Linked DNA regions of Callithrix jacchus: region 2 is linked to region 1. A link is a contact called in public Hi-C data. All regions are on one chromosome and are shown on one strand. The core of a region is the stretch at or near the end of the contact, and the rest is flanking DNA. Distances in the headings are between cores, read along the strand shown.

What was found. Hi-C and Micro-C count contacts between places; a contact is called where the count stands out from the background.
Region 2: a contact with region 1 is called in a Hi-C map of skeletal muscle, with 4 times the contacts expected there. The contact joins the promoter of COX20 here to the promoter of LOC118149443 in region 1. A contact is called at or near these places in 2 of 3 Hi-C or Micro-C datasets (both in skeletal muscle).

The regions. Positions count from the first base shown.
Region 1 is chr19:41,229,015-41,233,649 of calJac240_pri, forward strand. It overlaps LOC118149443, which reads left to right and starts at 1,627. Exons shown (of 5, transcript XM_078357188.1): 1 at 1,627-1,732; 2 at 1,734-1,915; 3 at 1,917-2,064; 4 at 2,066-2,206; 5 at 2,209-3,167. The coding sequence starts at 1,718. The coding sequence ends at 2,271. It overlaps DRC8 (dynein regulatory complex subunit 8), which reads right to left and starts at 1,940. Exons shown (of 7, transcript XM_078357190.1): 1 at 1,813-1,940. The coding sequence starts at 1,837.
Region 2 is chr19:41,358,101-41,363,136 of calJac240_pri, forward strand. COX20 (cytochrome c oxidase assembly factor COX20) reads right to left here and starts at 1,711. Exons shown (of 3, transcript XR_013529943.1): 1 at 1,279-1,711. LOC144580433 (a long non-coding RNA gene) reads left to right here and starts at 1,450. Exons shown (of 4, transcript XR_013529946.1): 1 at 1,450-5,036.

The sequences.
Region 1 (4,635 bases), core at 377-2,876:
GAAGTTATTAAATATACGGATTCTGAATGAATGGCATCCAGCTTTTAATAGTCATTACTTCTTCTGTGAGTTGACAGAATTGCATCTCTGAATTTTTCTTAAATAGAAAAATATTGTTCAAAAGTTGAAAAACCAGGAAAGCTCTCAATCTATTTTTTAAAAACGATAAATACTGTATTAGTACCATATTCCTGTTTGTGTCTCATGCTGACCTAACCAAGTGTTTTTTAAGAAAACAAGTATCTGGCTACTTGGCCCCAAAAGTCAAAAAAAAGAAAACAAATATCCATAATTACTTTTCTAGTCTCTCTCTTAATGGTTTTCCTTTTTTTTTTTTTTTTTAATAAGGAACAAAAATAATTTATTCATTTTTCTGGGGAAATCTTAAAAGTAACCTTTTCTGTGTATGTAAGGGCATCTTCATCACGGTAATACCTATAAAATAATCCCGGCTTCTCAGATTCATATCATATAAAATCACAGGATTCTTGCTATCAATAGGCAGACGCTGGCAGTTTCATGTCGCCGCCTATTTTCTGTGATCACCTTAACAAGTGACTAAATAGCTCAGGGCTCGTTTATTAGCTGTGAACCTGACCACACTCGGTTCCATGCGGAGAAAAACGGCACGAGAGGGCGTTGTGAGGATGCGAGAAGGCAAGCAAAGGGGGAATGTATTTTCACTTCGTAGTTGTTCAGTTTCACGGGTTTTGGGACATTGTTTTGTCTTGGTGACTTTGCCAACTACCAAACGCAATTATTCTTGAGAACCTAAGGTCTTGGTAACCGAGGATCGGGTTTTGATCACATCATAAATTATACCACGAATTGAAAACAACATGAACGGTCTGGCCAAGAAACGTCATCCCTTTTTGGCGTCTCGGCGCAGGCAACACATTGACGCCTCTTGATCTGGCGACCTTACGCCTCGAAGCGCACAGCGCCTCTGCAGGCGGCCACCGCGCGGGGCCGGGGGTCCCCGGGGACCGCGGGAGAGGCCCCCCCGCCCCCGGCGTACAGCGGCTCCGCGGTCTCGGCGGGGTTTTGGTGTTTCGTCTTTATTAACATTGCCGTTTGGGTGTATGTCTTTGTTGTGTGTGTTTTTTTTTTTTTTTTTAAGAGTCCAGGCCGGTTGCTCGGCGCCGGCCGGCCGCAAGGCAGGCATTTCCGAGGCAGGAGAAGCTCGGAGGCAGCGGCTGTGACCTCCAGACCGTCCTCCCGCGTCCTCATTAAGAAGGCAAAATGGTGGCGGCGAACGCCATCAGGCTGCGCCAGGGCGGGTTTTCGGCGCCAACAGGATCGCGCCAAATTCTGGCGGCCAGAACGCGTCCTCACCCGGCCGCCCCCGGGGCCCACAGCCTGGACAGCTAAGGGCGTGGCGCCTGCGGCACCGAGAGCCCAGGAGGGTGCGGAGGCGGCTGCTGCTTCCCCGCGGCACTGAACAACGACACCATTATCAGCAGCCCCGTGGCGGCGCCTCCGCTGCAGCCCGCGCCGGAGCCCAGGCCCGGCCTCCGAGGGAGGGGAAGAAGGACGCGGCGGGAGGAGGAGGGAGGGGGGAGGAGGGAGGAGGGAAGAGGGGGGGAGGGGGGAGGGGAGAGAAGGGGGACTGGGGAGGGAGGAGGCGGGGCGGAGCGGCGGAGACGGGGCCGCGCGGCTGCCCCTGCTGGGTGGGCCCCTCCTCAGGCCACCCGGTCCCTGCGGGTGGGGACTCCAGATGGACGAGGGCCCACCCCCACCCGGCGCTGCGCCCAGCAGCCCGGGGTCGCGGCGGGCGGTGAGGGCAACGGCTCCCCGGCTCCCCGGCCTTACCTTCCCTGTCCGTCTCGTCCGCCATCTTGCTACGGTCGCCTGGGAGATGCCTAACGACAACCTCAGCCGCGGGGTCCCGGCCGGCTTAGCGCCCCGCGGCCAACCTGGCCGGGAGGAGGGGCCGCCCCGAATCGCGGGGGAGGAAGACCCTGGGGCGGGGCGCCCGGGGCGGGGAGGAGGCTCGGAGCGCGCGCCCGGTCCCGGCTTCCCGCCGCGACCCTCGCGCAGCGGGAAGACCAGAAGCGCCGTCTGCCAGCGGCACCCGCGCGTCGCGCCACCCGGCCCCCAGCCTTGTCCCTGCGGACCCGAGGCCTAGCAGTGTCCCTGAGTCACACGGCCCCCAGCCCCTCCTGTCCCTTATTTCTCATCCTTTTGGGGGCCGCACGCGCGCGCACACACACCCCTCTCCCCCTCCGGTCCTGTTGGTGCGACGTGGCGTGGCTCGGTTTCTGTTGTTAACTGCAGATTTTGAAAAGCAGCCAGAGAGTAGGTGAAGAGCTGGGCTCCCACGGCGGGGACAGAACCAGCCCGCGGCCCGGCTGCTGCAGAAACGCCGCTCCTGCCTCCCGGTTTCCCCCGGCCAGTCCTCACCGCCCTTTCCCGGAGAAAGCCACAGCGCAGCCTAGGACGGCTGAAGCTCAAACGGAAAAACTGGGCCGAGGAAGAGGAAGCCAGAGCCATTCGATTGCTATTACTAGAGGAGAGAAATAGCTGTAGAAAAACATGCGCAAAATAGGCGCAAACATTGCGTCGTCAAGGCTGCAATTTCTAATCAAAATAGAAGGTTCTCATAGCAACAAAAACGTGCCCGTGTTATGCTCAGTATTACATGCGGTAAAACGTTCTCAGGTGAAATTGAACAGGACCGCTGGTTAAACTTATAATGGAAGTTTTAAATTCTGCTTTCAGGAAACTTTGCAGCTATAGCATGAGGTTAAATTTTTGTCTTATTTTCAGGATAAGTTTACTAGAACGTTTTTCTTTTATAAAGAGCTTTGAAGAAAATACCGAATGATGTGGTTCGAATGAATACCTGTTTTCAAAACTAATCTTAAAGGGTATTTCAGTGCATATGTTATGTAAAAGCAATTTATAAACTATTAACTGTACCTTTAAAGAGGCCTTCAAAATACAAGGTACTCGTATTTAATGACTGAACAATTTGAATGCTTGTATTCTGGTTCTATAATCTCTCAAATCCTAAAACTGACTATATTTTTCTTTGTTAACGTACTTTTTCTGTAGAAGATACCCATTGGATCAGCACCAAATTGAAATTGAATAACTTGAACAGAATATGAATTCAATATTGAATTGAGTTGAAACTGAATATAAACAACTGAATCATTGCAAAATGGCTCGTGTTAGAAATTGAATATAAACAACTGAATCATTACAAAATGGCTTTTGTTAGAAGATGGTTGAATACAGTCTTGTACAAAAAATGTTTAACACACCAAAAATAATGAAAAGTAATTATTAGCATTCCTTTATCTAAATCTCATAGTTGATATGATCTAAATATTTGTGTTTAAAGACTCCCTCTCTCCATATGCATAATGAAGGGCTTGGAAAGAAGTGTAGGAAACCCTGAGGTTGGTCTCAGGCTTACTATTCACTATGCTTTTTCCTGTGCTGGTCACAGTTTCCTTTTTCTTGAATGCCTTTCCCTGCTCTTTCTCCTGCCAACATTCACCCTCCCACAGACACACATTGTCCCCTCCTGGTTGTCCTGCGGGATGACCTTTTGTTTTTGTTTGTCTTTTGTTTTTCGAGACAGGGTCTCACTCTGTCACCCAGAATGGAGTGCAGTGGTACAATCTGCTCACTGCAGTTTCTGCCTCCTGGTCTTAAGTGACCCTCCCAGCTCAGCCTCCCAAGTAGCTGGGATAAGAGGTGCTCACCACCATGCCTGGCTAGTTTTTGTTTTGTTTTGTTTTGAGACAGGGTTTCACCATGTTGGGCAGGCTGGTCTCGAACTCCCGACCTCAGGTGATCTGCCCGCCTTGGCCTCCCAAAGTGCTGGGATTACAGGCGTGAGCCACCACACCCAGCCTAGTTTTTGTATTTTTTTGTAGATAAGGTTTCTCCCTGTTGCCCAGGCTGATCTCAAACGATCTGCTGCTTGCCTCTGCCTCCCAAAGTTCTAGGATTAGCTGTGAGCCACGGTGCCTGGCCAGGATGACCTTTTTGAAGTCACCTACTCCTTGAAGCTTTCTTTCCCTCTCAACCTCTTCCTCTGTGGCCTCACACTCATAGAGCCTCCCACATTTATTTGCAATGACTGCTCATTCACTTGTTTCCACCAAATGGTAACCTCTTGAGGACAGAAACAGCTTTATTCATTCATATGTCCCCAGTGTCTAGTGCAATTTTTCTGTTTGCAATAATACATGTCTTAAAAATTAAGATAGGAGTTAGTCTTCTCAGTGACTTTTTTTTTTAAAGACCTAGATTTAGCACTTAGTGTAGTAAGACAGATTTCCCTTTTACGTTATATTTTTGTATCAGTAAAAGTACTGGGCCAGGCAAGGTGGCTCACACATAATCTCAGCACTTTGGGAGGCGGAAGCAGATGGATGATCTGAGGTCAGGAATTCAGGACCAGCTTGGCCAACATGGTAAAACCCCATCTCAACTGAAAATACAAAAAGTAGCCAGGTGTGGTGTCTTACACCTGTAATCCCAGCTACTCAGAAGGCCGAGGCAGAGGAATTGCTTGAACCCGAGAGGCAGAGGTTGCAGTGAGCTGAGATCCACCGCTGCACGCTAGTCCAGACGACAGAGCAAGACTCCATCTCAACAGAAAAAAAGGTCAGATGT
Region 2 (5,036 bases), core at 461-2,960, 130 kb after region 1:
AGGCATAAGCTACCACCGCGCCCGCACAAGTTTTTTTTTTTAAAAAAAACACTAAATGTATTCTAAATGGGCAGGGGACGGGACAGTAAAAACAGATGAGGCACCAGTAGTACTATGTAACTTGACAAAACTTGTTTGATGTTAAATTATGAAAACAATTTATACAGGATTTGTTAATATTAACTATAAGATCTTATGTCTTGGCCAAATTTAGCCCGCCAGAGAAGCAAGCCAGAGCAACAAGTGAGCAAAATTTCCAAGCTGAGAGAATATTTTAAAAGTATATGTCATTATCTGGAAAGTATATATTAGGAGCCATTTAGCACATAGTGCGTCTTCTATAAATATCTGCTCATGATTAGCCAATGTTACATCTCCATAATTTATACTAAAATACTTTTTTTCTCTTGCATTATCCTTTTCTGAACACCTGTTCTGCCCTGAGGATATAAATTGGGTTCCCAGCTCTTAATAAGGAGCCCATGCAAAGACAAAGACAAAGGATCATTTATTACCTTCCAATACGATCAACGTAATGACGTACAAGATCCCTGGGAAGATGGGGAAAGCAGTTAAGTCATCTTTGGAAAAACAGGAGCCCTTCCGGGGAGAGCGTTGCGTTTAGCTTTATTATACCAAGAATTTGGGTTTATCCTTAGAGAGAGAGGATGGGCGGCTGGAACTGGATGTTAGGCAGAGGGATGAAACTGTCCAGCTTACCGGTTGGAAAGGACCGGCGGACAATAGTGGAAGGTGGACTGAGGAGACGGCATCGAGACGGACACCAGCTAGGGAGGCCACTGGTGACGGGGGAGGAATCTCAACCCTTCAATTCAACGTAGTACGATCAAGTCATCCCTCAGCAATTACTGTCTCCCTCTACACTCAATGTAACGAATACAGCGTTAAAGACAAGGCACCTGCTCAGGGAGCTTTTTAGTCTCTACTATTAGCCTTTACTAGCAAATTACAGCGCAGTGCCCTTAGCAAACTAGAGTTCTCGCCAAAAGATTCTGCACTGTTAGCTTATTTCATAGTGACTACTACTGGTCCCCTTCTCCCTCTAGTTTTGGTCAATTTTGTCCCCGCAACTTAGATTAAAATGTCTAAAATGTCCATTAATAGAACTAGGAACAGTTCAAATAGTTTCAAGCCCAGGGGTGGCAGAGAAGCCAGGGACACGCGCTCCGGGCCTAGGAGCTCCGCGGAGGCCGTCCTTACCCACCGCCCACCCCGTTCTCCCACCCGCGGGGCGCGCCCCGCCGGCCACTGGGTTACCTTCCGCTTCGCGGGCTCGTCGGGCTCCGGCACGGCGGCCATGGGGACGACTCCGCGCCTCCACCAGCCCTGCGCGGCCTGGGCCACCAGAGCTGCAGCCCAGCCCGCGGCGCCCCTCCCTGTCCCGCCCCCGCGCGCCGCCGCCTCCCGCCCCGTCCCCACGCGCCGGCCGCCATTTTAGGAAACGTTCCTAATGCTCCGCAGTGGCCGCGCCGGCGCCTAGGGTGCGAGGTCCTTTGTTCCATCGAACGGGTCACACTTTCTCCCCAGCCCGGCACACAGCCAGCAGGGCCGGGAGCGCAGAAGGAGAAGGGTTCGGAAAAGACACCGGCTCCCTGATTCCTGGTAGGGCGGGGCGGAACCGAGCCAGACTGCTCCACTTCTCGCCCCACCCCCCCGCACTCCGTCCCAACCGCCATTTTTAACCGTCTCCGGCGCGCGCTCTCGCTCACGTGCACGAGCGCCGGGCGCGCGCCGAGGGGTGGGGCCGTGGCGGAGAGAGCGGGCGCGGCGCTGCTGCTTTGTCCCGCGGGGTTGGCCCCGCCGCGGGGGTCGGCCCGGCCCCGGCCCACCGGCCCGGAAGTCGCTCCGCGCTGGCTCGGCGGCCCTCGTCCCCTAAGTGTCCTTTGTCCTTCCGGCTACGGGACGAGCCCTTGGTGCCCAGGCGGCCCCACTCCGCCCCAGCAGCCGTTTAGTCCCCGGTGCCTGCCTCGCGCAAACGGGGCTCCGACGCCCACCCCACTTCCTCCTCCCTGTTATGGTTTCATTACCAAGTGGCTTTAAAATAGCACCGCGCAGTTCTCCTGAAGGAGACTGGGGACAAAATGGAGGGAGCAGCTCGCTAATGTACATGCGTCAGGACGTTGGTGTCCGCGGGGAGGGTGCGCAGGGGACGAGGTCTTGCGACGTTCCAGGAAAGAAGGCTCTGCGGCGGGCATTTTTGATGTGAAGTCGTGTTCCACGTTTCCCTCCTCCCTTCCACTGCGGCATAAGGAGAAACAAAATACTGCATGTTGGCGAGCCCCGTCGAGAACGCGTGCTTGCAAGATCGAGCCCATTTTTCAGCGGTCACAATAACGCAGTTGTTTCTAGTATTTGATTTTTCCCCTTCCACCTGACGCCTCCTTTATTTCTGTACTTCTACGTTTCACGTTTAGGCTGTGTGTGTTTCGAAGGGCACTCCTGGGAGACTGGACTCGTAGAGGATGTCGTTGTGCAGAGTCATGCAGCTTTGAATGATGCTGCTCGCTGGCACGCAGCACTCCATGTTAACGACGCTGAATTCATACTAGTGCCGCTCATTGGGCGGTTTTTTAATCCGTAATGACCTGACTTTCATGCCCATTTAATACCTTTCTGCAATGCCAGTAAAATACACAATATGTGATATGTATTTATGTGTCAGAATTAATGTTTTTAAAGTGAGTTTTTTTTTGTTTTTTGAAATTGGAGTTAGAAACTACATACTACTCTGCTGTTTGCTAGGGAAAAGAAAAACGTCACCCTACTGGTGATACCCTGCCATTTCTGGATTCTCAGCTGAAATTCTAATGCTAACTATGCTTTGAACTCCAGGTCTGAAAGGTAGTGTTTAAGGCAGTAATATTCCTTGAAGGAGGGAGAAATTCTTTTGAAAATTTCCAGGAAAACTGGAAAATTACCGGGTAAAACACGACCGAGCTATCCTATTTTACGTTTTATTGTGACTTTGAAAAATTGCCAGAGTACACACTGTAGGGGTCCATTTCATTTGTCTGTGAGAATTATTTTCATATGGATGATTATTTTATTTTATTTTGTTTTATTTTTTGAGACAGTCTCACTTCGTTGTCCAGACTGGACTGCAGTGGTGTGATCTCAGCTCCCTGCAATCTCTGCCTCCGGGTTCAAGTGATTCACCTGCTTCAGCCTCTGAGTAGCTGGGATTACAGGCACATGCCACCACAACCTGGTACATTTTTGTATTTTTTTGTAGAGATGGGGTCTCTCCATGTTGGCCAGGCTGGGCCTCAGACTCCTGACCTAGGTGATCCTCCCGATTCGGGCTTCCAAAGTCATGGGATTACAGGCCTGAGTTACCGCGCCTGGCCTATTTAAAAATTTTTATTTTCACAAAATTACATAATACTTACATTTTTAATTGTTTAACAGTTAAAGAATGGAAAGTAAAACTGACTTATTTCTCTCCTCTTTTTTTTTTTTTTTTTGAGACGGAGTTTCCATCGTTACCCAGGCTGGAGTGCAATGGAGCGATCTCGGCTCACCGCAACCTCCGCCTCCTGGGTTCAGGCAATTCTCCTGCCTCAGCCTCCCGAGTAGCTGGGATTACAGGCACGCACCACCATGCCCAGCTAACTTTTTGTATTTTTAGTAGAGATGGGGTTTCACCATGTTGACCAAGATGGTCTCGATCTCCTGACCTCGTGATCCACCCGCCTCGGCCTCCCAAAGTGCTGGAATTACAGGCTTAAGCCACCACGCCCGGCCCTTTCTCTCCTTTTTAAAGAATATATTACTAACAGTTTGATGTCTCTTTCTAAACTCTTCTTTTTCCTTCTTCTTAAAAAAATGTTATTTGTAGAGACGTTGGGGGTGAGAGGGGCGGGTCTCACTACGTTGCCCAGGCGGGTCTCAAGCTCCTGGACTGAAGTGATCCTCCTGTCTCACCCTCCCAAAGTGATGAGATTACAGACATGAACTATGGAGCCTGGCATTTTCTTTCTTTCTTTTCTTTTCTTTTTTGAGACAGAATTTCACTCTTGTTGCCCAGGTTGGAGTGCAATGGCGTGATCGGCTCACCACAATCTCTGCCTCTCAGGTTCAAGCGATTTTCCTGCCTTAGCTTCCCGAGTAGCTTGTATTACAAGCAGGCACCACCATGCCTGGCTAATTTTCTATTTTTAGTAGAGATAGGGTTTCTCCCTGTTGGCCAGGCTGGTCTCAAACTCTCAACCTCAGGTGATCCGCCCACCTTGGCCTCCCAAAGTGCTGGGATTACAGGTGTGAGCCACCACGCCCGGCTGGCTTTTTCTTAATTAAATATTATCACATGAATACATATATTTTGTCTTCATTAAAACAGCACGGGAATATAATAGGTAGAAAATGAAGGGCTCTCTGTCACACTTGCCTCCACGCCTATGTATACATGTACCTGTATGTGACACGTAGCTAAAGCAACACTGCACTGCCTCATTTGCACTCAGTAATCTACTTTTTGCCCTGTGTCTGGGGATTTTCTGATGTATGTACCACAGATACACTCATTCATCTTCATGACTGCTTGGTAACCCTTTCAGTATGTTCTTTGATTGACGTTTCAAGTTTCCATTTTTTGTTAACCCCCCAAAAGTGCTTCAGTAAGCATCCTTATGCGTGCATAGATATCCGTACATGTTCTGTATTTCTGTAGGGTGAATATCTGGAAGTTCAACAACTGATTTAAAATGTAATACATACTGCTAATTTGTCCTCCAAAAAATACTGTCAATCTGCGGTCTCCCACAAACTATATGAGAGTTACCTTTTTCCTCATCATTTCAACACCTCATATGTTCACATTTTTTAATTTGGGGGAGGGTGGGCATGATGGCTCACCCCTGTAATCCTCTTACAGTTTGAGAGGCCAAGGCAAGAGGATCTCTTGAGGCCAGGAGCTTGAGACCAGCCTAGGCAAAAAAGTGAGACACCTCACCCCCAATCTCTGTCAAAAAAAAATTAGCATGGCTCAGTGGCATGTGCCTGTAAATCCCAGTTTT